6 separate regions of the Mus musculus genome follow, and regions 2, 3, 4, 5 and 6 are each linked to region 1. The links are chromatin contacts, called in public HiChIP or PLAC-seq, Micro-C and promoter capture Hi-C maps. All regions are on one chromosome and are shown on one strand. Each heading gives the region's core, a stretch centred on a gene start, on an enhancer-like site or on the middle of the called end of the contact. The rest is flanking DNA. Distances are from core to core; before and after follow the strand shown.

Region 1 (3,851 bases), core at 787-3,286:
CCACCAAAGGAGAGGCGGGCAGGACCCGGTTCCCACACCCGGGAGGGTATTGTCCTGGGCAGGAGGCTGCCTGCGGCACCCTCCCGCCTTACCCAGGATTGGACGACAGGGTTTTGCTGCCTCTGGCAAGCCTGGAGTCACATACCCTGGTTAGTGAGATCTTCAGGGTGCTGGTGGGTTGGTGACCCTGGAGTGCTCAGGAACTCAGTAGGGGAGGGGAAAAGTCGGATGAAGCCCACAGGTGCCAGGGGGAGGAGCCAACCCCACCTCAACCACCGAGGTCCGCTGCTGCAAACTTCCTAAGTACACTGGGCCTGATTAAGAACTTGGATGGGCAGGGGCTCCCTCGCCCTGACTCCTCCCTCGCTCTGTCTCCTGTCCCCTAACCAGTCCCGTTAGAGATACACTGAAAGCTTGAAGGAAGACGGTGTGTGTGTGGGGGGGGGGGGGGGGGAGGGTGCGTCTGGACTCTGTTGTCACCCACCAGAACTGGGTCTGGATGTCCTAATGCTCATGGCATCGGGGAGCCAGCTATGAAAGCCTAGGATCAGGAACGTGAGGAACCCCTATTTTAGAGGCCACTGGAGTGGGAAGAAGCCACCTCAGGGGACCCTCAGACATCTGCAAGTGGGCAGAGAAAGCATGGGTCGCTGCCACCTCAGATGCCTGGGGGGTGGCAGAGTCTGCCCCTCTCAGATCCAGGGGCAAATGTTGCCAAACTGGAGGTTGCTCCCGCCCCAGTGTCTCCTCCAGCAGGAAATCTCCATGACACCTTGCCTAGACCTGAGGTGTAGGAGTCCTCGTTGCCAACCGCCCGTGGAAAGCGGACTCTGCCAGGACCCCATTAGGATATTGGCTGGCTTGTGCCAATCAGGAAGCCGCGCCTGGCCGGGTCTCCAGATCTAAGGAACCCAGGCCGGGGCCTCCTCCTCCTCCTCGAAAGCGGGCTCTAGTCACCGCGCGCGCCTTTGCAGAGGGCTTCGCGGGCCTGCGGAGCCATAAAGTCTGATCGAAACCTTCCGGGTCTCCTGCGGGTTTCCAAACCCGACTTCAGTCAGGAGGGTGGGCAAGAGGTGGGAAGAAGCCGGTACCCGGGTCCCCAAGCTGGAGTGCCTAGCTAAGCTCTGGCAGTGGGAGTTGGCGGGATGGGGACGGCAGCGGGCTTGACACAGCAGAGGTTGTCACCCGCACCGGCGGGACAAGGCCGATCGCTCCGGTGGAGGAGGGAGACGGGGTCGCGGCACGCTCGCCGTGCGGGAGGCTCTTCTAACATCGTCAGCGGGGCAAACTCGGGAACCCCAGGTTTTCCGGACGCCCACAGGCGCGTCCCCGGCCTGGGGTGCGCGCCCCTGACCTCCCACTCCGGCCGCGAAGCTCGCGGGGCGCACCGCTCCGGGCGTCTGTGACACCGGTCACCCCGCCAGAGGTCTCTGTGGAGCTGCTTTTAACCAGAGACCAGGCTCCGGCTGGGCGACCACCTCCCCGGGGCGCCCGCGGCTGCGGCGCACGACTGCACGGAGCGGGAAAGGGACCGGCATCCTCCTAGACCTGCAAGCGTGAGCCTCGAGCAGCCCGAGCCCCAGCCTCAGTTTCTCTGTCTTAAAAATGGGTTCCCCCCCACACCCCCGCCTCACCGGGATTCGCGCACCTCTCCGAAAGGAGCAAGGGCGAGTCTCCCTTCTCCCTTGCACCTCGTGAGCGCCTGGGGACTCGGCTCCCGAGTGCCCAGGGTCCCGTGCCCCTGTCGTTCACTCACCACCCCGAGGCTGAGGTCCTCCGCGCGGGGCGCGGGCGCTGCGCAGCCCCCATGGGCCGCCAGCGCCAGTACAAGCAGCAGTGGTGGCAGCCCCGGCCCGGGGCGTGGAGGGCCAGGTCCCCGGGGGGACCCAGGTCCCCGCGGGCGGCGTCCCATCCCGCTCTCCCAGGTCGGGTGGCGAGGGTCCCCGCACCCGCCAGCAGCCAGCTCCGCGCCTCGCTCGGCTCCGCGCCCGCACCGCTCCGCTCCGCGGGACTGAGCCGCGCGCCCGCCCGCCTCCGGGGCAGGGCCATGCTAATGTATGCTAATAAACATCGCCCCGCCCACTCCCTTAAAGGGGCCCCCGCGCGGGCGGGACCCGGTAATGGCACAGAAGCTTTGCCCACCCCGAAGGCTGGAGCACTGCTGCAGACAGGGAGCCGGCGGATCGGGCTGCGAGTGTCCTAGAGTTCTCTGCCGTCCTCTGGACGCGCCCCCTGGTCGCCTGCTAGAACCCTTGGTTTAGTTTCAGGTCACTTAGGACCTAAAGACCGCTGCAGCGCGCGTGATGGGCACACGGGGGAGCCCGCGGGCCACAGAGTCTTGGGGCGAGTGGGAGTAAGCACCCCGATTCTGAGAGATCGGAGGTGGGGGAGGGGATTAGTGTGATACAAGAGAGCGTAGGAGGGAGCGGGGGCATGGGGTGGGATGGGATGGGTGAGCGTGGGCGGGAGTAGGGGCTTAGGACGGGAGACTAGGCCGAGAGCACACCTGAGTCCTGTATGGAGCCTTGGGCACAGAGCACCTTTTCCCCTTAGTCCGCCAGGGAGCATCTAGCCTCTGCTGCTGAGGGTCTGCATCAGGTGTGAAAAAAGAGACTTTGTTTTGAGGGGCGGGGAGTGAACCCCCCATGCTTCCGGCGGGCTGGACCCGTTCTATCTCCGTGAGCCGGGAGGCTATGAATAGCAAACATTAGCTGGGATCTGGCACCCGCTCAGCACTTTACAGATGAAATTTTCTTTCTCGCAACCCGTAAGAAGTGGAAACCATAGTTCCCAATTTGTACACAAAGAAACTGAGGTCCAGAGAAAATAATACCTAAGTAGGAGACAATGTGGAGTGACAATGTGGAAACTGGCTGGGCCAAGGGACAGAGTTCAAAACCAGCGCCCTCCCACCCCAAGCCCCCGCCCCAGCGGCTGGGTCTCCAGCCCCTTCCCCGCGGGTTTCTCTAGTCCCTCGGTGTCGTTAGGATTACAGTCTATTTATTGTTTGCACGCGGACACTGAGGTTTAGATGATGCCTCTAAAGGAGAGGGTGGGTGACTCCCTGCTTTGAAGGCAAAGTTCCCTCCCTCAACTCCCAGCTGGTGTCTATCCATACCCTGTTGCTCTCGGGGGTCTGGGTGGTTTGGGGAGAAGATTAGATTCTGCACCAGCTTGAGATGGGTCCGTGGGTTGGGGGGTGGGAGGGCGGGGGTTAGGACCTTGACACGAGAAAGCCCTAGAGACAGAGAGTGCGCAGCCACAAGACAGTAGCATCTCCCGGGTGTTTAGCTATGTGGAACAAACTCCCTATCAACCCGTGGAACAGTACTGCCCACAGTTAGTTAAAAATGGGTCTTCCTATCTCAATTAACCTAATCTGGATAATCCCTTCGAGGCGTGTCCAGAGGCTAACCTAATCTAGATAATCTCTCACAGGTGTGCTGGGAGACTTGTTTCCTAGGAGATCCTACAGCCCGTCAGGTTTACAATATTAATGCATGACATTAGTTCATGCTGCATTAGAAGGAAGGTCGGTTCGGTCCCTAGGGAGAAGATCGATGCTCTCCTGTTAGACAAGAAGAGAGAAACGTATTGCATTCGTAGGCCCTCTGAGATCAGCTTCAAAGCTCGGGTGGCCCCATCTTCTATCTGTTCTGAGGTCTCTGGGCCTCTCCTAAATGATGTCCCTATGTGGAAAGGAAATCTCAGAGAAATGTGGAGCAAATTGGGGACAAAAGAACTGGTTCAGGAATGGGTGGCTCTAGGGGCTCTGGCTCCAGACCCTTGTCCCCTTGACTCTGCCAATTCTAACTGGTACCTCCTCCCAAGGTGCCCTGCCTTTGCCTATC
Region 2 (3,851 bases), core at 396-2,895, 320 kb before region 1:
CTCACAGGGCAGAATAGGGTGTTGGATCCCCCTTGAACTTGAGCTATGGACGGTAACGAGGCATCTAATACAGGTGCGGGGATCCTAAAAGGCAAGAGCTGCAAGGGCTCTTAATGGCTGAGCCATCTCTCCAGCCTCTGACCTTGAACTTCTGACCCACTCTTTCACTTTGCTAGTTCAAAGAGGCATAGAGGTGGGCACTATCATGCCCAGTTTCTGTCTGCTGGCTTGCTGGGTTTTGGTTCTGTCAACTCGACATAAACTAGAGTCATCTGGAAAGATACCTCTATTGTAAGACTGGTCAGAGACAAGTCAGTGCGGGGATTTTTCTCAACGCTCAGCTCACTGTGGGCGGTATCACCCGGGGCTGATAGTCCTGGGAGGTACAAGAAAGGTAACTGAACATGAACCTCTGGGAACTGTGCTTCCGGTTCCTGCCTCTGGGTTCCTGCCCTGACTTCAGGAAGGGCTGTAAGCTTTAAGGTGAAACAACCCCTTTCCTGCCCAAGTTGCAAGCAAAAGTTCACGGTGTTTATTACAGCAATTGGAAGCAAACAAGGAGGAGGGGCAGTTTTGTTTTGGGACAGTGCCTCAAAGAGTGTTCCTGGTTGGCCTCCAATTCCAGCGGTCTCCTGAGCACAGAGGCTGGAGATGGATTACAGGTGTGAGCCACCCTGCCAAGATGGATTTCCTCGGACATTTCCCTATATTTCCAATGTAGACTTTTCTCACACAATTGCAAACTTCCAAACGGTGGAGACTTTCACCAGCAGCCGGGAAACCCCTGGGTCGGGGATCGGGAGCCAGCACAGTTATGATTAACGCTGGGAAGTCTCAGAAGCAGATGACAGGTGAATATGGTGGCCAGACCTGTCATCTCAGGACTAGAGAAGCTGAGGCTTGCTACACACCATGGAATCCTGGGCTACGGGCATCATCAATAAAACAAAACCACACAGCAGGGAATCATGGCCCATGCTTGAAACTTTAGCATTTTAAGGTAAACGCTGGAGGGGTGATGAGTTCGAGGTCAGTTTAGGAGACAGTGTCAGAAATGAGAAGAAAAGGAAAGGAAAAGAGAAGAGAGTAAAAAAAGAATTGGACATTGTGGCTCATGTCTTAGCATCCCAGCCCATCCATGGAAGCTGGATGCAGGACAATCTGGAGTCCAAGGTAATCCTCTGCTACACACTGAGTTCGAGGCCGACCTGAGATATACATTCTACTCCCTACCCAACACCAATGGGCTCCGCCTGCCCATACCCGCTCAAGCGTGGCGTGTGCTCAGGCCAGGCGTGTGCGCGGCCGCGGTTGCAGCTGGCGCTGGCGCCGCTTGCGCTGCCCGTTGAGCAGTATCTGCGCCACCTTGCGCTCGTGGCCGCCGGGCACCGGGTAGTTGGTGCGTAGCTGCTGCTCGCGCCGCGTCCGGCCCTTGCTGCGTCCAGCCCCAGAGGCCGGGAAGTCACGCAGGTAGTAGTAATCCAGGCAGTCGTACACCTCCTCTTCGAAGCCGACGGTGGGCAGCGCCTCCGGCGGCGGCGGGCGGGCTCGAGTCCTTGGGCCGGAGACAGAAGGACGAGTTGGAGGGTCCATCGCCGATGCGCTCCGCCCGCCGCCGCCGCTGGTCACTCCGCCGGAATGCCCCACCCAGTGCTCCTATTGGCTCCGCTGTAGGGAGCGCTCTGTGACCTCACAGGGGGCGTGGCTTCCATGCTTCTTTGTTCCAGATGCGGAATTGTGTTTCTTCGCGGGGTCCGAATTGTAAATAAGTATAATAAACCTGGTTTCGCTGGTTAAAACCTGAAGGGACGGAATTGGGGAATGTGACTCAGTAGAGTGCTAGCATGCACAAAGGCCTGGGTTCCATCCCCATCACTGTATAAGTCAGGTGTGGTTGTGCACACACCTATAATCCTAACACTGCGATAAAAGACGAGGAGCTCTGGCCAAATGAATTTGCTAGCCTAGTTTGGGTTCATTTGTGCAAAAAGAAAACTGGCTTGCTGAATTGCTTTAACTTTGTTCTTGTGACAAGAAAATTCTCTTCACGACATTACTATTTCATTGTTATAACCAAATGTTTGGCAATAATCTGTTTAGGGAAGGTTATTTTTTTGGCTCATCGTTTGAGAATACAATCAGCTAAGACACGGTGGGCAGGATCTTGAGGCTACTTATTCAATCTGCATTCGTCCATTAGGAAGCAAAGAAAGGGGAATTCTAGCATCTTGCTTGTGTTTTTTTTTTTTTTTTTTTTTTGGTACCCCCCCCCCTCCATTTTTATTCAAGTTCCCAGCCTACTGATGATGCAGCTACATTCAAGGTGGGTTGTCTCTCTCCAATCTATAATCTCTGGAAATTCCCTCAACAAATCTACACAAAGGCATGCTTCATAAGTTAAGAAGACAGACTTACTAAACATCACAAGTAGCATGTTAGAGCCAAGGGGCTGGAGAGGGTTTAGTGGTTATGATCTTGCAGAGGATCTGGGTTCTACTCCCAACACTCACATGGTAGCTCAAAACTGTCTACATCTCCAGTCCCAGGGGACCTGAAGCCCTTTTCTGGCTTCCTGGGGCATACATACAAGCAGGCAAAACACTCATTCACACAAATAAATGCATGTAAATGTAAAAGTAATGTGTGTGCACATGGATGTTGTGAGACCCTGGCTTAAAGCATTTCTCCCTGAAAGGTAAACCCCTAAAACATTTCCCCAAGCTTGTTTTCCCTGATCTTTAAAAATACAGCTAGAAAGAAGCTCTTTGTTCTCTATAGCCAGCAAAAGGCTTTTTTGTTTCTATACTGTACAACCAGAGATGCCGGCCTTCCTGTGCCGAGGACACAGAGATAAAAATTCAGAAAGAACTCACTCCCCACTCCTGTCTTGTCACCAAGGACACCCGGAAGAGAAGAACTCCTCCCAACTCCTCCCAATTCCTCAGCTAGCTGTTAAAAGCCCCCTACTGTCACCTCTGGGGTCGAACTCCCCTGCCCTGCGAGGCTCCAGGGGTTCGTCCTCAGCTAGCTGATAATAAAACCTCTTGCAGCTTGCATCAGGTGTGGTTTTCTCTCGGGATGGTGGGGTGTTGGCCAGTTCATCCCAGGACTTGAATGGAGGCCCAGCATCCGGGGCCTTACAATGTCAGAGGATAGTTTTTGGAAATCTATTCTCTCCTCCCACCCAGTGGGTCCTGTGGGTTGAACTCAAAACCTCAAGCTTGGTAACACCCACCTTTATCTGATGAACTATCTGAATGGCCCCCACATGATTGTTTTAAAGAAAGACAATCATTAATAGATCTCATCCTTAAAGCAACACGGATATCGGACTTAACAAAGTATCTTGAGGATTAATCCCAGGGTCTCAAACGTACTAAGCACTACCACTTTGCTAATCCTCAGGCCAACAAAGTTTATCAATTTATCAGTGTACAACAGTAATTTTAGCATTTAGGAAGAAGCAAAGGCAGGCAGGACTCTGTGAATTCAAGGCCAGCTTTGTTTACATAGTAAGCGCCAGGCCAGCAAGGACTACATAAATGAGCCTACCTCTCAAAACAAATAAACATAATGATGTTAGTTAGACTCAGTGGGGTCGTGGTGGTGGTGGTAGTAGTGCTAGTATAAGCCTGTAGTGCTAGCTCTCAAGTGGTTGACACAGAAGGGTTACCTCAAGTTCCAGGCTAGTCTGGACTGCAAGGTGAAATCTTGTTTCCAAAAAAAAAAAAAGGACAATCCTTCACACATATACTCAAACCCCAAGAATGCTGACTGACAAAACTAAAGTAAAACATGGACAGAGAGTTAAAGATGGAGCATACTTATAATCCCAGCACTCGGGAGGGAAA
Region 3 (3,851 bases), core at 795-3,294, 310 kb after region 1:
GGATTAGGACTCTGCAGGTCAATGTCAGATTCTTGGGTGCTGTACTGACTTTGGGGCTCATATTGGAAGAGAAAATACCTTTGAACCTTGAGGTGGGCGTGGTCCATGGGGAGATGTACAGACCAGGAGCACTTCCGTGGTCATCTTCACGTTTAGCTGGTCCAGGGTTGAGGCTATAGGTTTGGGGATCATAAGTGCTAAGTTTAAACTATGAGTACTGGTGCCATGCATACTAAGTCTGAGTGGTTGGTGCTAGGTTCTAGGTGATACATATGAATGTGGGTGTTGGGGGTCATAGGTGTTGTTTCTGAGTTGTGGGCGCTGGCTGTGAGCTATAGCTTTGAGGCTTTAGGTGATAGGGTTACAGATACCGAGTTTGATCAGTAAGGACTAGGCCAAGGGTACTGCGCTCATGTACTAGGTAAGGATTATGGGTTCTGGGTCAGTGGATGCTGGGGATGGGTGTGGAGGCTATTAGGGGGCTGAGATCGTGTGTGCTATAGCTGTTGGTGTTAGGCTTAATTCACACAGGCTCCTGTGAGCTAACTTGCCCAAGCATCAGAAATTACCCACGGATTATTAAACCCAACCATGACCATAAATTAATTACTTAAACCCACAATGAAATAAGTTATATGGGAGCCGAAGGTGTCTCTGTCCTTGCTTTCTGCTTCATTCTCTGACCTCCACGCATCACACTGACACCTGGAGTCAGAGTCCCGGAACCATGGCAACTTCTAACAGTGTGATCCGGAGGGCTGGCTTTCCAGACTCCAGAAAGTATGTAACCAGCACATCGCAGATAGCACAAAGAAACCAGGGCCTTCTGTCCAATGTTCAAGAACTGCATCGCAACCTGGTCAACGCTTCCACAGAGTGATAATCATAGCCATAGCTTCTGTGACTGGCTTTGGCTAACCTCACGCTAATGCTGAGCTTTGAGCCTGGCTTTATGTGACTGAAGTCACCCAGGAGGTTTCAGCGCAGCCTGCACACCTGCCCATTCTGTGCCTCCACACTGAAGAGCTGGGTTGGTTAAATTACCAGCTTGAATACCTGGGAAGGAAGACCAATGACTGTCGGGATCAAGTTGGCCCAAGGGCACATCTCTGGGGTGTTATCTTGGTTGCTTTAATTGATGTGGGAGGATCTAGTTTGAAAGTGGGTGGTACTATCCCTGCGGTTTTGGTCCTGGACTGCAAATGTAGAGAAGTTAGCGGGGCACTAACCATGCAAACATTCACCCTCTCTCCTCTCTTGGATATGTTGTGACTCTCTGTCCCAAGTTCTTGTTTCACTGCTCTGCAGTGATTGGCTGCAAGCTGGAACTAGAAGCCAAATAAATCCTTGATCCTCTGCATTGTGCTTGGTCAGGAAATCTTAGCATAGCAATAGAAATGAAACCAGGATCCGGGTGGGTGTCAGTCGGCTGGACTCTCAGTGTCCAGCGTTAGCCAGGATGGACTCCTCTGCAGAGAGAGGAGTTTCACAGTTATGTCAGTGGGGAAAACTATAATTATCAGAGGCCGAGGTAATGAGAGGTTCACTGTGAACAGGGAAGAATTCATCACGGGTGGGAGAGGCTGGTACACAGGTCAGACCCTGGAGATGCCAACTGTACAGGAATAGCTCCAGCAACCAGGCCCTGATCCCTCCTGCCACGGTCTTCCACAACCTCCATGGGGTCAAGTCAGCAGGGTAGGGCGATGGAAGAAGAAGTGTCTGGCATCTTCTTCCCTTTCTACCCCATCAGAGAAAAGAAGAAGAAAGTACCTACTTAGAATTTGGGAAGATCCCCGAAGTGTCCCCGGGGGAAGTGACCCTGTATGTTGGTTAGCAAGTGGCACTCTCCTTATCCTTGGAGCACCTGATATATACACAGTGCATCTTTCTCTGGATTCCAGGGAGGCTGTGCTGGCCCTGAGCCCTGCCCCCACCCCTACCCCACTTCTCTCTCCTCAGCTCCTCCCAAGGCTCACTAACACCTGCTGCAGCAGTTTTTCCGGTCCTGGTGCACCTCACTCTGAAAGCATTTTCCATTGTCTTGCAGAAGCTCCAGTTGTGACAGCCCCACCCTGTCCTTTGTCCCTCATAATTACCTCTCATAGCTATACTGTGGCAGGCTGGATTAAGCCAAAAAGTCAGAGCTAGGTGAGAACGCGGCTCAGATGTCCTTTGGTTAGCAGCAGGTATCATCCAGCAGTGCAGGATGCTGTTGCTAAAATTAAGAGAGATGCCCCCTGTGTTCCTCCCACCACCCCCACAAGATGCACCCTTCCTTGAAGGCTCTGGTGCCTGGGGCTATGACGACGGGTGCCATAGCAACCCATCAGGTAGAGTACTGAGCTGGGGCTAATTTAGTGACACACTGGCCCTGGTGAATGGAGCTCTAAGTCACCTTGAACACAAAGTCAGCCTGTCCAGGATTAGGCCAGTCCCCAAGGGTTACAGAGAGACAGAAGTACTGTATTCAATCCCTCTGTGAGTGTCTGGTCATGGCCATGCACTTGGTGAAGAGAAAGGAGTCCAGATTTAAAGGAAAACAAGGTGCGGGCTTGGCCAGGCTTGCAGACTGTGTGGCTAAGACTCAGGACACGTTGGCACCCAAAACCTTTCCCGAGATCTCAGAGAGTTCCCACCACATGAATCAGCGCAGAAAGTGCTCGAGGTAGGAAATAGCTAACCTACAACAGGAGTCCTAGCAGCTGGGGCTCCTGATAAGGATGGTTGGGCGCTCTGAGGGTCCCCATCTTGATTTGCATCAAGTTGAGGGAAACTGGCTCCGAGGGATATGACCAAGAAAAAGGCTTTTTACACAGAAGCGAGGAAAGAGGGAGATACTGGTGGCAGGAGCTGGGGCCTCAAGCAATTCCTTCAGGGGACAAGTTCCTGGGCCACGAACAGCCCCATTGATTTTGGGGTGAAGGATGAAACTGGAATAGTCTTGGTATGGACAGTGAGGGAGTCTGGAGGGATAGATAGACATGGAAGATGGGCTGAACCCAGAGCAAGGTAGGCCAGTGAGGTATAGGGTAGCTGCCCCCCAGAGAGGAAGAAGGAATGGTGGGAAAGGCAGAGACTAGACTTTGCAGGGGATGGTGGATGAGAAAGGGAAGAGAAAGGTATGTGTTCTGGACACTGCCCCATCATGCTGGCCAGCCACAGAGTCACAGAGTCCCCTTCTTAGCCTCCCGTTGCTACCAGCTTGACTCTGTGTCTCTGGATATGGGGTACGGGAAGCTCTCAGTTGACTGGCTCCAGATCAGTGACAGGGACAGCTACAGCAGCATGTCCCTGCCATGTTTCTTGAGCTGAGATGTGTCCTTGCTAGAAGCCCCCACCATTCACGATATGTCAGGATCCATCCACTTCAGCCACCACAACAGGACCACCACATTCCCCTCTGAGAGGCCACTCTGAAATCATGACAATTGTCCACCCTTCACAGGAGAAACTGAGTCTGAGCCTCACAGTGAAACCTCCCTGTCCCTCTGAGCCCCAAGCCTCCAGCTCTGGAGGCAGACTCTCCTATATGCAGAAGCCTAGAGTCCCGCCTGCCCCAACCCAGCCATAGGGCTTTTCTTTCCCATCCCCAGAATGCAGTTAGGCTTCTGGAAGCAGTGAGTGCTCCAGTGCCGGGAGTAAAGCCATGGCTGTGTCGCAAACACCCGGTCACAGCGGCAGCTTTGCTAGCTGTAAATCACAGAAGGAAACAGCACAGCATCAATCAGGGTGATAATTGCTGCAAACTCTCGGCGGGGAGAAATGCAGGCTCAGCAGAGCCTTCCGGAGACTCAGCCTGAAGGATAAAAGCCTTATGTGAGCGGGAGGCCCAAGCCAGTACCACATGC
Region 4 (3,851 bases), core at 517-3,016, 290 kb before region 1:
AGCTGCAGCAGGCTTGTCTAGTATTCACCAGGCTTGAGTCCTGTCTTCAGCCATGCCAACAAACCAAGTAGCTAAGTAAGTGGTAAGCAGGTAGACATTACTGAGACCTCCGATGGCCACGTGACACTGCGTGTCTGCATGGAGGCAGCGTACGCAAGCCGTTGGGTCTCCCTATATAGTCCAGATCTGTGTAAATGGCCTATCCTGCCTCAGCCTCCCAAGTGCTGGGATTAGAGGCTTGTGCCACCATACCCAGTTAAAAACCATCCTGTAGCCAGGCGTGGTAGTGCACACTTAATCACAGCTCTGGGATCACAGCCGGTGGATCCCTGAGAGTCTGAGGCTGGCCGGGTCTACAGGGTGAGCTCCAGGACAGCTGGGGCTACACAGAGAACCCTGTCCCACACAAAAACCAGCCAAACATCAACAACAAAAACATGGAGTTCAATTCCCAGCAACTACATGGTGGCTCACAAACCATCTGTAATGGCATCCGATGCCCTCCTCTGGTATGTCTAAAGACAGCTACAGTGTACTCACATACATAAAATAAAAAACTTAAAAAAAAAAAGTCATGCTTGGTGTTGCACCCTATAGTGCCAACACACAAGCAGAAGCAGGAGTGCAAGTGTGGAGGCCTCTTGGTCTGCACGGTTTCTGGGTCGTCAGAGTTGTGTAATAAGAGTCTTGTCTTCACTGGGCAATGGTAGCACACGAGTTTAATCCCAGCACTTGGGAGGCAGAGGAGGCAGGCAAATTTCTGAGTTCAAGGCCACCCTGGTCTACAGAGTGAATTCCAATACAGCCAGGACTATACAGAGAAACCCTATCTCCAAATAAAAGACTCTTGTCTTCAAAAAATAACAATGTATTCCTTTCAAAGCTGGTGTTGCCAGGCTGGAGAGATGCATGGCTCATGTGAAGAGCACTTGCTACTCTTTCAGAGGACCTGAGTTCAGTTTTCCATACTCATAGTGGCTATAATGGTCTGTAACTCCAGTTCTGGGGGGGGGGGTCTAATGCCCTCGCTGATGTCTGAGCATATAAGACATTCCTGTATTACAGATACATACTGCCAGCAAAAGACTCATACACATAAAATCGCAAAAAAAACAGGGCTAGAGAACCTGGCTCATTCCTTAAGATCATAAACTGCTTTTCCAGAATTCGATCTCCAGCACCCATGTAGCAAACAACCAGCTATAATTCCAGCTGCAGAAAAACCCAACACCTGGCTTGGGCAGGCACTAATACTCATATCCACATACAGATAGATATGCTGTGATGGTTTGTATATGCTTGGTCTGGGGAGTGGCACTATTAGGAGGTGTGGGAGGGGAGAGGGGGTAGAGAAAAAAAAGTTGCCTTGATCATGGTGTCTGTTCACAGCAGTAAAGCCCTAACTAAGAAATACACACTCATACACATAATTAAAAGTTTGCTTGTTTGTCTTTGGTTTCTCCAGACCAGGTTTCTATGTCTAACTCTGGCTGTTGTGGAAATCACTCAAACTCAAAAGATCTACCTGCCTCTGCCTCCTAAGTGTTCTCCAACACATTGGCTCAGCAAAAGCCAATATTTAAAAAAAACCAAAAGGCTTTGTCTCCTCTGAGCCATTTGCTTTATCCCTGCCACATGTGCTTTCCCCAGGCTCCGCCAGGTGTCACCCCTGATGTAGTTCTGCCCCAGGCCTAGCCCTGCTGGACCTTGGCCTGCATCCCAGGTTTGCAGTTGTGATTTATTTTTGGCAGGCCAGCCTTCCATCACCAAGTACCAAAGTTCCGCAAGAGGAGCAAGACAGCAACTCCAATAAGTGTCTGCTCAGGACACAGCTTCAGCCCTTTGTGGTCTGCTGTCTCCCAAGGGCTCCAGGACCTTTGGAATTCTTGTCACTTCCATTCAAGGGCCTACAAGGACCTCACGGTGAGTAGCCAGGCAGTAGATGGGAGCAATGGGGTTGTGAGGCAAAGACAGGAACCCCTTCCAGGTCTGTTTGACCCATTTCCCCTTAATCCTGGGAGAGCACGGATTCTCAGAGCACCTGTCAGGCAGTTACCTACAGATCATGGATCGGTTGTGTTCTCTGATTAGCTTTCTGGGATATCAAATTCCAAAACATTAGACTATCTATTCTCATTTAGAACACCTCCACACCCCTAGGGAGTCTTGGAACAAGTGTCAGGGGATAATGAAACAGTAAATCCAGATCCATGGTTGGCTCAAGTCAGGCCTTAAGAACAGGGAGATGGACACACGTATATTATCAGAAAGGGTAAACACAGCCAGAATTTGACCAGCCTGGCTCAGGCTGGCATCCTGGTGTGAGCCAAGAATTGCTCTGAACTCAATCACGCAAGGGATCTGCTGTGCCTAGATAATAAGTGAGGGGCATTACATGCCCATCTTGGGCCTTTAGAATGGCCTTTCAGCAAACAGGCTTGTTTTTCAAGGCATACTAACACCTTCAGGCTCTGTTGGCTGTTGATAGGGTCAGCACACAGGCCTGTTTCCTGCTATTGGCAAAGGAGACAGTTGTTATTCTAAACCTTCTTCTGGTAACCAGGCACCCAGTCGCTGGACACCAGGCTTCCTGCAAAGGCCAGCTTGAGGCAGCCAGCACTGCCGCTTGGCTGGTCAGCAAATTGGGCCCCTTGGGAGACCAAGCTTTCTTGGAAGTGGACATGAAGCATGTACCCTTTGCCTGCTTGCCTCTTCCTATTGCTGGGTGATTTTTCTGCCTTTCTCAAACCCTGGGTCTGGAGCAGGAATTCAGTTTCCTGGTAGGAGCCTCTATGTCCCTGGAACAAGATAGGCCAGCTTAGCTTCTCCACATCCAAGATTGAGCACCCTGACTCAGGGCTGTGGGGGATGTGGTGCGGTGGCGGTGGGGGTGGGGCATAGCTCAGCTCAGTCAGTGGCAGAGTGCTTGCCTAGCATACTCAACACCCTGGGTTTTATCCCTAGCACCTAAAGATAAAAATAAGACGGGCTGGAGAGATGGCTCGGTGGTTAAGAACACTGGCTGCTCTTCCAGAGGACCTGGGTTCAATCCCAGCCCCCACGTGGCAGCTCATTACTGCCCTCGGCTCCAGTTCCAGGGGATCCGACACCTTCACACAGATACCATGACACATAAAATTAAATTTTTTTTTTAAAGCAAAGTAGAAATAAGAGTAACCGACTCATGCCAGGCATGGAGACACATGCCTTTGATGACAGCACTAGGAATGCAGAGGCACAAAGATCTATTTATCTATGAGTTTTAGGCCAGCCAGGGCAACATAGTGAGACCCTGTCTCAAAAGGAAAAAAACAAAAAAAAAACAAAAAAAACCTTACAGTGTTGTCCACTCTGCTCCAGGACTACTGGGGTCTTGCTTGCCATTGCTAGGTAGGATCTACGGTATCCATCAGCTAAGACTTATACAGTGCATCACCTGTCCATTGAATCATACCCAGCACTTGCCACACACCGGTGCTGGGCAGAAGGCACAGAGACATCTAAGCATCACAGTCTAATGGGAGGTTATAGCAGAGGCTGAGACCAAGCATTACTCGTCCAGCTCCAGTACAGAGCTTGGCTTTTTTTTTTTTTTTAAGTAAGATTATCTTGATTTTACATGTATGACTGTTCTATGTGTGCACCACATGTCTGCCTGGTCCTGATAGAGGCCAGCAGAGGGCACCTCATTCCCTGGAACTAGAATTATAGATGGTTGTGAGCTGCTCTGTGGGTGCTGGGAATTTGAACCTGGGCCGCTGAAACAGCAGCCAGTGCTTGTAGCCACTAAGCTTTTTTTCAATATCCAGCTGCCCTCACTCCCCCTTTTTTTATTGATACAAGGTCTCATG
Region 5 (3,851 bases), core at 721-3,220, 290 kb after region 1:
TTTCTCTCCGGTTTTAGGTGTGAGCTATTCTGTCGTATGGATGGCCACTCTTCGTCTATCACAGACCACTGGATGTCTGTGTGATTCATGGCTTTTATCTTGTTGTTGTTATCATGAGTGTCACTATGAACATTCAAATTGAAAATGGCTGTCAATTGGAGCACTCGTTGGACTTAGCGACAACACTCCTAGATTCTCTGGTGATTCTGTGTCTAACCAGAGAGCTGCCAACCGGTTTTCCAAGGGAACCATGCCCCTTTTCAGTCACCTTGCCCATGAGGCCACAAATGAGGCCACGCTTGCTCTGTGTTCTGCCAAGTACTTCTTATACTCCATTACTATTATTATTGTGTCTGGGTCTTCTACAGCTGTTTGGGTTTTCTGCTTCTTCCTGAGTCAGCTCTGGCTCCAGTGTGTATTTGTTTCTAGCACCCTCTGGCTCCATCTAGGTCACCTAGTTGCTGGCATCAGCTCTTCACGGTGCTGAGTCATTGTGCTGTCTAAGGTGGCGGTGCTCCGCATCCATCCCTGACTCTTACAGCTCCTCCTGTGGCCAGTGTCTTCCCCTCTATCGGATTGTCCCTGTCCTCTTTGTGGCTATATTATCCCCTCCCTGTTAAGTGACAGATACGTTCAATGGCTCCTGGGCCCTGTCACGCTACCTGTATCAGTTTCCGTAGCATCCTGCCTCAGGAGGCATGAAGAGGACCCTGAGTAATTGGGTCCATTGAAGCAACTGTTCTACCAGCCGAGGAACTTGGCAGGAAGGATCTGGGGATCTGGAAGGACAGGAGCCCAAAGAGGCAGCACAGCCAGGCCAGGCAGCAGGTTCTGTCCCAGCAGCCTGAGTTCAAATCTTTCTCCACTGCAGTTGGGGAGCAACTGATCCTGTCTTTCTCTCTGGGCCTCAGTTTTTCCCATCTGAACTATGGGAGAATAGTGAGGAGATCCTGACAGGAAGGGTAAGACTATTGGAAGCTATTCCTCCATGCCAATAGCTCTCTGCACACTCCACTGGGTTCAACTCAAGGTTCTCTCTCAAAACTGGGATTAAGTCTCTCTCCCTGTCCCTCTCCCCCTCCCTCTCCCCTCCCCCTCTCCCCTCCCCCTCCCCCTCCCCCTCCCTCTCCCCCTCCCTCTCCCCTCCCCCTCTCCCCTCCCCCTCTCCCCTCCCTCTCCCCCTGGCTTCAGCCACTTGCAACTCAAAGTCTTGGCTTATAAAATATTTCCAAATGTTTAGAATGTGTTCCATCCATCTGTTACTAAGGCAACCCACATGCTATGGTGAGCTTAGTTGGGGCAGAGAGAGGTAGGGTAGGTCCCTGTTGCTTTATCCCCCTCTAGGAAGGGCATGTTGGCTTGGTATTAAAGTCTCAGCCACTGGGGACTCTGGATTTCAGCATCCTGGTGGGCCAGATGCCTGCATCTCAGGGCTATTTAAATTTCACATGTACAGTGTGTGGGGGTGGAGTAGGGAGACAGACAGGAAGTAGGGAGAGTCACTCTGAGCAGGGTGTGGACAGGTCAAGAGGAGGGAATGCATTGTGGATGCCTCCTCAAGCTGGCGAGTGGCTCCGCATCCTCACTGACCAATTCCTTCTCTGATTTTGGTGACTCATCCCTGCCTACAGCAGGGGCTGGATGGGAAAGGACATCACAAACAAAACCGACAGTTATAGAAAGCAGAGACTGGCAACCCTTGTGCCCCCTGTTGCTTGTCCAGAGAAGGGGGAACCAGGGGTCAGAGGACACACCGTCCCCACAGCGGGACCATCTGGGGGAGGACAGAGATGTGAAAAGCCTTCAGAGAGAGAGAGACAAGGCCACTCTGTGAGGGGAACAGCCTCCCACTAGCTGAGGGTTCCACCCAGCAAGGTTTGGGGATAAAGGTCGGCCAGCTGCGGTGAGGCTCTTCAGAGGTCACTGAAGGTCTGGTTCTAGCCCCGCCCACAGAGTGGAAAGGGTCACAGTTCTCTGGACAGGAGGTGGGGCAGGGGTCCTGCTGTGAGGGAGGCTGGGGCGAAAGCTCAGCACTGGCCAAGAATCTTCCTGCTAAAAAGCCTGGGAGCAGATTGACTGGGGGTGGATGTTGGGGTGGAAGTGGACCTTATTGCTTACCAGTAGGGGTCGGGTAGGGGCTAGTTCGCCCTTGCCCTAAACACCCTCCTCCTCTTCCTCCTCCTTCTTCCCCCTCCCTCCCCCTGGCAGCAACCTCTGGCAGGAATGCTGCCCTCAGAATGCTGGTTCCCAGAAGGGAACTGGGTAGCTTTCACACTCCACAAAGACACCCAGTACGCACAGAGTGACCATGGTGATGACTCAGACCTCTCTGTTGAGGGGCTGTTTGTGAGCGACAACCTGGTAAGGATCAGTCAAGGGCCTAGATCTGGGGGGGGGGGGGGGGGGGATCTGGAAGGACAGGAGCCATTTGCTAGGAGGGAGCACAGCCAAGCCAGGCAGCAGGTTCTGTCCCAGCAGCCTGAGTTCAAATCTTTCCCTACTGCGGTTGGGGAGCAGCTGATCCAGTCTTCCTCTCTGGTAGGCCTCAGTTTTCCCATCTGAACTATGGGAGAATATCCAGGAGCTCCTGATAGGCAGTTAGTGGGACAAGTAGGGGATTGAATGTGCAAAGGCTGAGGCCAGCCCTCCACCTACACATGAGTGAGACTACCACCACCCAGCACCCAAGGTATCACCCCAGCTTTCAGGCCTGGGCCAGCTTAGGGGGTCCCCAGGGAAGACCAAGCCAGCAAGCAGAGTGCAGAGCCCCTCACTGGTGGCCTCAGGGGAAGAGAGTGAGTGCTGTCTCTGTGTCCCTGCTCAGCTGGGATTTCGTCCCCTTGAGATGTTCTCCCCACGGGCTCCCCCAGTGTGCCAGCCAGCCTATTTTCATCACCCAAGCCTCATTTTCTGAGTGACTGCCCCTCCTGCTGTGAGGCTGAGACACAGCCACAGGCCTCTCGCTAATTAATGAGAGGCAGCAATTAGCCATTTACAGCAGAGCAAGCGCTGGTAATGGGATTTCTAATTCTGGAGGGAAACGAAGTTAAACTGTGTTCAGAGAAAACGAAAGCTTGAAATCCAAGATGGGTTTTTCTTTTTTGGTGTTGGTTTGTTTTTGTTTTGTTTTTTGATTCTGGGTTTTGTCCTAGTAATTAATAGGATGGAAGCTGTTCAACTTCCTGCCAGAGAGCAGAGATAAGGCCAGTGTCTCACAACTCGTGGGAGAGGGACCGACTTGGTCTCCTCCAGGAAACCCTGTGGATGCTGCCTCGGAGGACAGCTGTAATGGACCAGAAAGCTTGCTTCTCTGTCCGACTCCAGCAACAGTGACCTAACTCCTGAGACTCTAGAACAGTGATTCTCTACCTGTGGGTCTGGACCCCTCGGCAGGCTGCTAGCTCTAAAGTATTTCTGTTAGGATTCAACAAAATACAGTTACAAAGTAGCAACAAAATAATGTTATGGTTTTTTTTTTTGGGGGGGGGGTCACTACAACAGGAGAAAAAATAAAAGGGGATTCATGTTTGTATTAAAGGGTCACAGCATTAGCAAGGTTGAGAATCACTATCCTAGAAGGGCTCTGGACAAACTGGTGGGGTCCCAGCTCCATGCTGACTATAGCCTGGTTAGCTCCAAGCCTTGGCTTTGGTGGGTTTCTGTTTATTTGTTGGTTTGGTTTTTTGGTTTTTTCAAGACAGGGTTTCTCTGTGTAGCCTTGGCTATCTTAGAACTCACTCTGTAGACCAGGCTGGCCTTGAACTCAGAAATCCGCCTGCCTCTGCCTCCTGAGTGCTGAGATTAAAGGCATGGACCACCACTGCCCGACTTGCTTTGGCTGGCGGTTTTTG
Region 6 (3,851 bases), core at 555-3,054, 260 kb before region 1:
ATGTGTGTGTCACAGGGAATTGAAACCAGGGTCTCACATATGCTATGTGGTGCTCGACCCTAGCTTCTCATTTTAAAATTAGTTGCTTTTTTCCCTTATTTTAGTTTTTGATGACAAGGTCACCCTACTCCCACCCCACTCCAACCCTGGGCTGGCCTGAAAAGAAATCACTATATAGATGGACTAGCCTTGCTTGGCAGTCACAGAGATCTACCTACCTTTGCCTCTCAAGAGATTAAAGGTGTATAAGCAACCAGACCCTGCTTTTCAGGGTCTTATATTTAACCCTCTTCTCATTCTGATACAATTCTACCCATCTCAAGAATAATCCCGAGAGGGCAAAAAAAACCGAGTGAGTAGGGAGATCTCAAATTAAAGGGGAATGAAATATCAAGCTGCAATATAAACTGTAGTTTGATTGTAATTTAACAAACTAACATTTTAAAAAATATTTTTAGGGTTGAGCAGTGGTGGCCCTTTAATCCCAGCACTTGGAAGGTAGAGGCAGGCATTTCTCTGAGTTTGAGCCCTGTCTGGTCTACAGAATGAGTCCAGGACAGCCAAGGATACACAGAGAAACTCTGTCTCTAAAAGCCAAAATTAAATTTTTTTTAAGGACCAGGTTAAATCTTCTGTCCTTTGCCAGTATCTGTACACTCACGGCACACAAACACATACATAAAAAGTGGACACCTCTAAGCCCCAGCATACAGAGGCAGAAACTGATGGATCTTTGTGATTTGAGGCCAGCCTGGTCTACATAGTGAGATTCTGTCACATAACAAACTACAATCTAAGACCATATTTTATGCCTTATAATCCCAATTCTAAAGAAGCTGTCGCTGGAGATCACAAGCTCAAGACAAGCTAGGGCTACACAGTCAAGACCTTTATACCAAAATAAATAAATAAATAATTAAATAAATAAATAACCCACCCTCACCCCCCCCCAAAAAAAAAAACCAAACCCCTAAACAAGGGGCCTCTGCGCCGTAGCTTAGCTGAGAGAGTGCTTGAATCTCTATGAATTTGAGGTTAGCCTGGTCTATGTTCCAGGCCAGACAAGGCGACATAGTTGAGCCTCTGCCTCAAGTATAAAATAAAATAGGATATTAGTATATAAGAGCTCCTGTTGCTCTCGAAGACGCTCCGTTTTCAGTCTCCAGCACCCAAGCAGTGGTTTATAACCATGTTTCTTCTGTTGTAGGGATCCAACCTGACCTCCGCCGGCACCAGACACCCTCGTGGTGCACCTATATACGAGGTTGCAAAACACTCATACACATAAAATATCCTAAGAAAAACTGAATCCAAAAGTAACTAGAGATAAAAGGTGCATTTAAACAACATTTTGAGTATCCGATTACTATGTATGTGACTTAAGCGTATCTTTAACTTTCAAAGCTTTCTACAAATAAAAGCTACGAGTCACACGAGTGCACCAGCTCAAGACATGGAAATGGAGAAAAGGAAAATCAGAATGCCTTACTCCCAACGCCCCAGACAGGGCTGAATACCAGAAGAGACCCTGCTTCAAAAAAAGAAAAAAAAAAAGAAAAAGTGCAGTTTCATGATGGCCAGCCCCAGCAAGTAGCCCGAGACCCTGCAAACCCCCTCCGAGGTTAGGGTAGCATCTAGAGCGCAGGATACAGTCACTTTCAGGTGTTCAAGGATAAGGGTGATATAGGCACAGAGCCACACACTGACCTAGCTGAAGCCTGGGGCAGGACAGGAGCCACAGCAGCAACACCGGAGGGAGCAAGGAACCCATGCTGGGGAACCAGAACTCAGAGCGCATGCGTCTGCTCGGGCGCTTCTTCGCGCCTGCGCACTCGCACTGACTCAGTGACCAATGGCAGGGCGCTCCTTGGGAGCTTGCCTGTCAGGCCCGCCCATGAATGAACACAGGCCCACACCCATCCTACTCTGATTTTATCTGACTGCTTTTGTGTGATGTTAACACCCTTGCAGGTCCAATGTGCTGCAGTCTCAGCTGGCTAGAAGTTGCCCACGGTGCTGGGCACTAACTGCCTGTCTGTGAGAACCAGTAGTACGTAGCTGAGCCAACTCTCCACCCAGATATTTTCCTCTATTCAGTTGAGCTGTTCACTCACTCACTGTGGAATACGGAGCCAGCCCCTCTCCCCAAGTATCACACATAAAATCAAGTACATGAAAACCAAAGAGATAAGCTGTTACAGGTATGATGCAAAACCAAGATAGAAAATAGCCTAAAAAATCTTGTTTCACCCAAACCCTTATTCTTCAACAACCGTCCTTTTGGCTGTTAAATGTGTAACTCTCTCAGCCTCTTGTGTTCCCATGTCTGGAAGTTGGGTGGCAGAGTTCTGACCTTCCAGCCTCCACGGAGTAACTTGGCTTTATTAGCTTTTCTGAAGCATTTTCAGTCATTTCAAGTGTGAATGATCCAGTAGCTTCACTCTTTAAGTATTTATTAGACATTATGAAACCCATAAATTACCCAGATGTGTTTTACACTGGCAAGGATCTTACATGTTTAACAGGGAGTTGGCTGGATAATTTCAAATACATCCACAACAAATTATTCTTTCGACCTGGGGTCTCCTGTAGCCTGAGTTGGCATAGAAATTCCGGACTATTTCCAAAGGGCTAGGCTTACAGGCATGTGTCACCATGCCTTATTTAGGAGAAAACCATTACAAACTTTCAAAGAACACTTACGGAACAAGGGTAGACAACATGCTTATCTTATGTAATTTTTGTATCGGTGTAGCTAAAACATCTTGTTCAGTGGGTTGAAAAAGAGCTGCTTTGAGTGTCTTCAGATACTCAAGGCAAAAATAAAATAAAATTTTACAGTATAATTTGAATAGGTGTCAAATGTCCCGTTTCTTTTCTCCAATCAGGAAGAGAAAATTTTTTTCCAAATCACTTGAAGCTTGGACAAAAATAACCATTCCCCCCAACATCCTGTAGTATCACAGGCAGGCCTCAACCCTTCAGAGAGGACATCCCAGCTCGCATGATCTCGTCGACCAGGAGAATGTTGGTGGCGATCACAGTACTGAAAAGGAGGAAGAGAGGACAGATGAGCTATCAACCCAAACTGCTGTGTCTGCCGCCCGCCCGCGAGCCGCCATGATCGTGTACACTCACCAGGAGTGTAGCAGCTGCTTCTTCACACAGTAGTTATCCCACACACCCATCTCTGCAGCCACCATCGGCTCACCTGCAAATAACCAAGAGCACCAAAGGCTTTTTTCATATATTTTATGAACCCTACCAATTCTAAAACAGAAAACATGGGCCAATTGAGACCATATTTTTTTTTCCTTTTCAAAAGATAAGAATTTTCTATACTACAGCGCAAGACAGCATCCAGGCTGCGGTCCTGTTGCCTCAGTTCTGAAAGGATCACAGGCTGCATCAGGTCAACCTCAGGGACTTTAAATACAAAGGAACAGTACTCTTCCATTAGTAACCAAGACTTCTCCAAACACTCTTAGCAATGCCTTACAGTCAGTGCTCACTGCTTAGCAGACTGCTGCACACTCTGCTCAGGACACACTGCTGTTGACGCACAACACATGCACTTTTGACTTCTCTCATTCCCAAATGTCTTCTATTAGGTTACTCACATAAGCTTTCTGCTTTTCCCACAGCACTGGTACCAAGATCCTCCTGTCACCCATCTTCCCCCACCTAGGTTTACCTCACAACCAAGCTGCAATATTCTCACCTGTGCTCAGATCCACACCTACGAGCTGGCCGGATTCCGAATGTTCAGCTTGAACTTTAACTAATGTTTCCTGAAGGTCAAAACCAGAGTTTTGCGCAAGAACCTAGAGAACAGATTTAATTCTTGAGAA

What was found. Promoter capture Hi-C pulls out the DNA fragments that hold promoters and counts their contacts. Hi-C and Micro-C count contacts between places; a contact is called where the count stands out from the background. HiChIP or PLAC-seq counts read pairs in DNA pulled down with a chosen protein or histone mark. Capture Hi-C pulls out chosen DNA fragments and counts their contacts.
Region 2: a contact with region 1 is called in a promoter capture Hi-C map of pre-B cells, with 3 times the contacts expected there. The contact joins the promoter of Nupr1l here to the promoter of Mmp17 in region 1. A contact is called at or near these places in 3 of 39 promoter capture datasets (the HPC-7 cell line, liver and pre-B cells) and 2 of 9 other capture datasets (embryonic stem cells and liver).
Region 3: an H3K27ac HiChIP or PLAC-seq map of embryonic stem cells shows a contact between it and region 1, with 2.8 times the contacts expected there. The contact joins the enhancer-like site here to the promoter of Mmp17 in region 1. A contact is called at or near these places in 8 of 484 Hi-C or Micro-C datasets (the N1E-115 cell line, brain, cerebellar granule neurons and 3 more), 13 of 115 datasets of contacts at active chromatin or transcription factors (SST interneurons, astrocytes, cardiomyocytes and 8 more) and 3 of 9 other capture datasets (adipose tissue, embryonic stem cells and liver).
Region 4: a contact with region 1 is called in a promoter capture Hi-C map of liver, with 4 times the contacts expected there. The contact joins the promoter of Phkg1 here to the promoter of Mmp17 in region 1. A contact is called at or near these places in 3 of 39 promoter capture datasets (liver and neural stem cells), 4 of 115 datasets of contacts at active chromatin or transcription factors (embryonic stem cells, memory CD8 T cells and pancreatic cancer cells) and 2 of 9 other capture datasets (embryonic stem cells and pancreatic islet).
Region 5: a Micro-C map of embryonic stem cells shows a contact between it and region 1, with 1.7 times the contacts expected there. The contact joins the enhancer-like site here to the promoter of Mmp17 in region 1. A contact is called at or near these places in 3 of 39 promoter capture datasets (cranial neural crest, embryonic stem cells and hippocampal neurons), 1 of 15 datasets of contacts at CTCF or cohesin (embryonic stem cells), 2 of 484 Hi-C or Micro-C datasets (Sertoli cells and embryonic stem cells), 14 of 115 datasets of contacts at active chromatin or transcription factors (SST interneurons, VIP interneurons, astrocytes and 11 more) and 4 of 9 other capture datasets (adipose tissue, embryonic stem cells, liver and 1 more).
Region 6: a contact with region 1 is called in a promoter capture Hi-C map of adipose tissue. The contact joins the promoter of Sumf2 here to the promoter of Mmp17 in region 1. A contact is called at or near these places in 2 of 39 promoter capture datasets (liver and pre-B cells), 1 of 115 datasets of contacts at active chromatin or transcription factors (memory CD8 T cells) and 1 of 9 other capture datasets (adipose tissue).

Annotation. Positions count from the first base shown.
Region 1 is chr5:129,582,354-129,586,204 of GRCm38.p6, reverse strand. Mmp17 (matrix metallopeptidase 17) reads right to left here and starts at 2,036. Exons shown (of 10, transcript NM_011846.5): 1 at 1,757-2,036. The coding sequence starts at 1,912.
Region 2 is chr5:129,906,334-129,910,184 of GRCm38.p6, reverse strand. It overlaps Nupr1l (nuclear protein transcriptional regulator 1 like), which reads right to left and starts at 1,645. Exons shown (of 3, transcript NM_026916.3): 1 at 1,264-1,645. The coding sequence starts at 1,593. The coding sequence ends at 1,285. It also overlaps a transcript of Zbed5 not described here.
Region 3 is chr5:129,268,559-129,272,409 of GRCm38.p6, reverse strand. No RefSeq gene overlaps it. Among named protein-coding and RNA genes, the nearest start is that of Gm34145, 38 kb to the left of the region's middle. Within about 2 kb of position 2,044, at least 15 of the 459 cell types and tissues checked have an H3K27ac peak or open chromatin away from gene starts, as enhancers often do. A contact at or near this core is called in embryonic stem cells, where this site is marked.
Region 4 is chr5:129,877,003-129,880,853 of GRCm38.p6, reverse strand. Phkg1 (phosphorylase kinase gamma 1) reads left to right here and starts at 1,766. Exons shown (of 10, transcript NM_011079.3): 1 at 1,766-1,923.
Region 5 is chr5:129,297,225-129,301,075 of GRCm38.p6, reverse strand. No RefSeq gene overlaps it. Among named protein-coding and RNA genes, the nearest start is that of Gm34145, 8.9 kb to the left of the region's middle. Within about 2 kb of position 1,970, at least 47 of the 459 cell types and tissues checked have an H3K27ac peak or open chromatin away from gene starts, as enhancers often do. A contact at or near this core is called in VIP interneurons, embryonic basal ganglia, embryonic stem cells and 2 more, where this site is marked.
Region 6 is chr5:129,844,943-129,848,793 of GRCm38.p6, reverse strand. Sumf2 (sulfatase modifying factor 2) reads right to left here and starts at 1,804. Exons shown (of 9, transcript NM_026445.2): 1 at 1,708-1,804. The coding sequence starts at 1,798. Cct6a (chaperonin containing Tcp1, subunit 6a (zeta)) reads right to left here. Exons shown (of 13, transcript NM_009838.2): 11 at 3,722-3,830; 12 at 3,139-3,211; 13 at 2,351-3,046. The coding sequence ends at 2,974.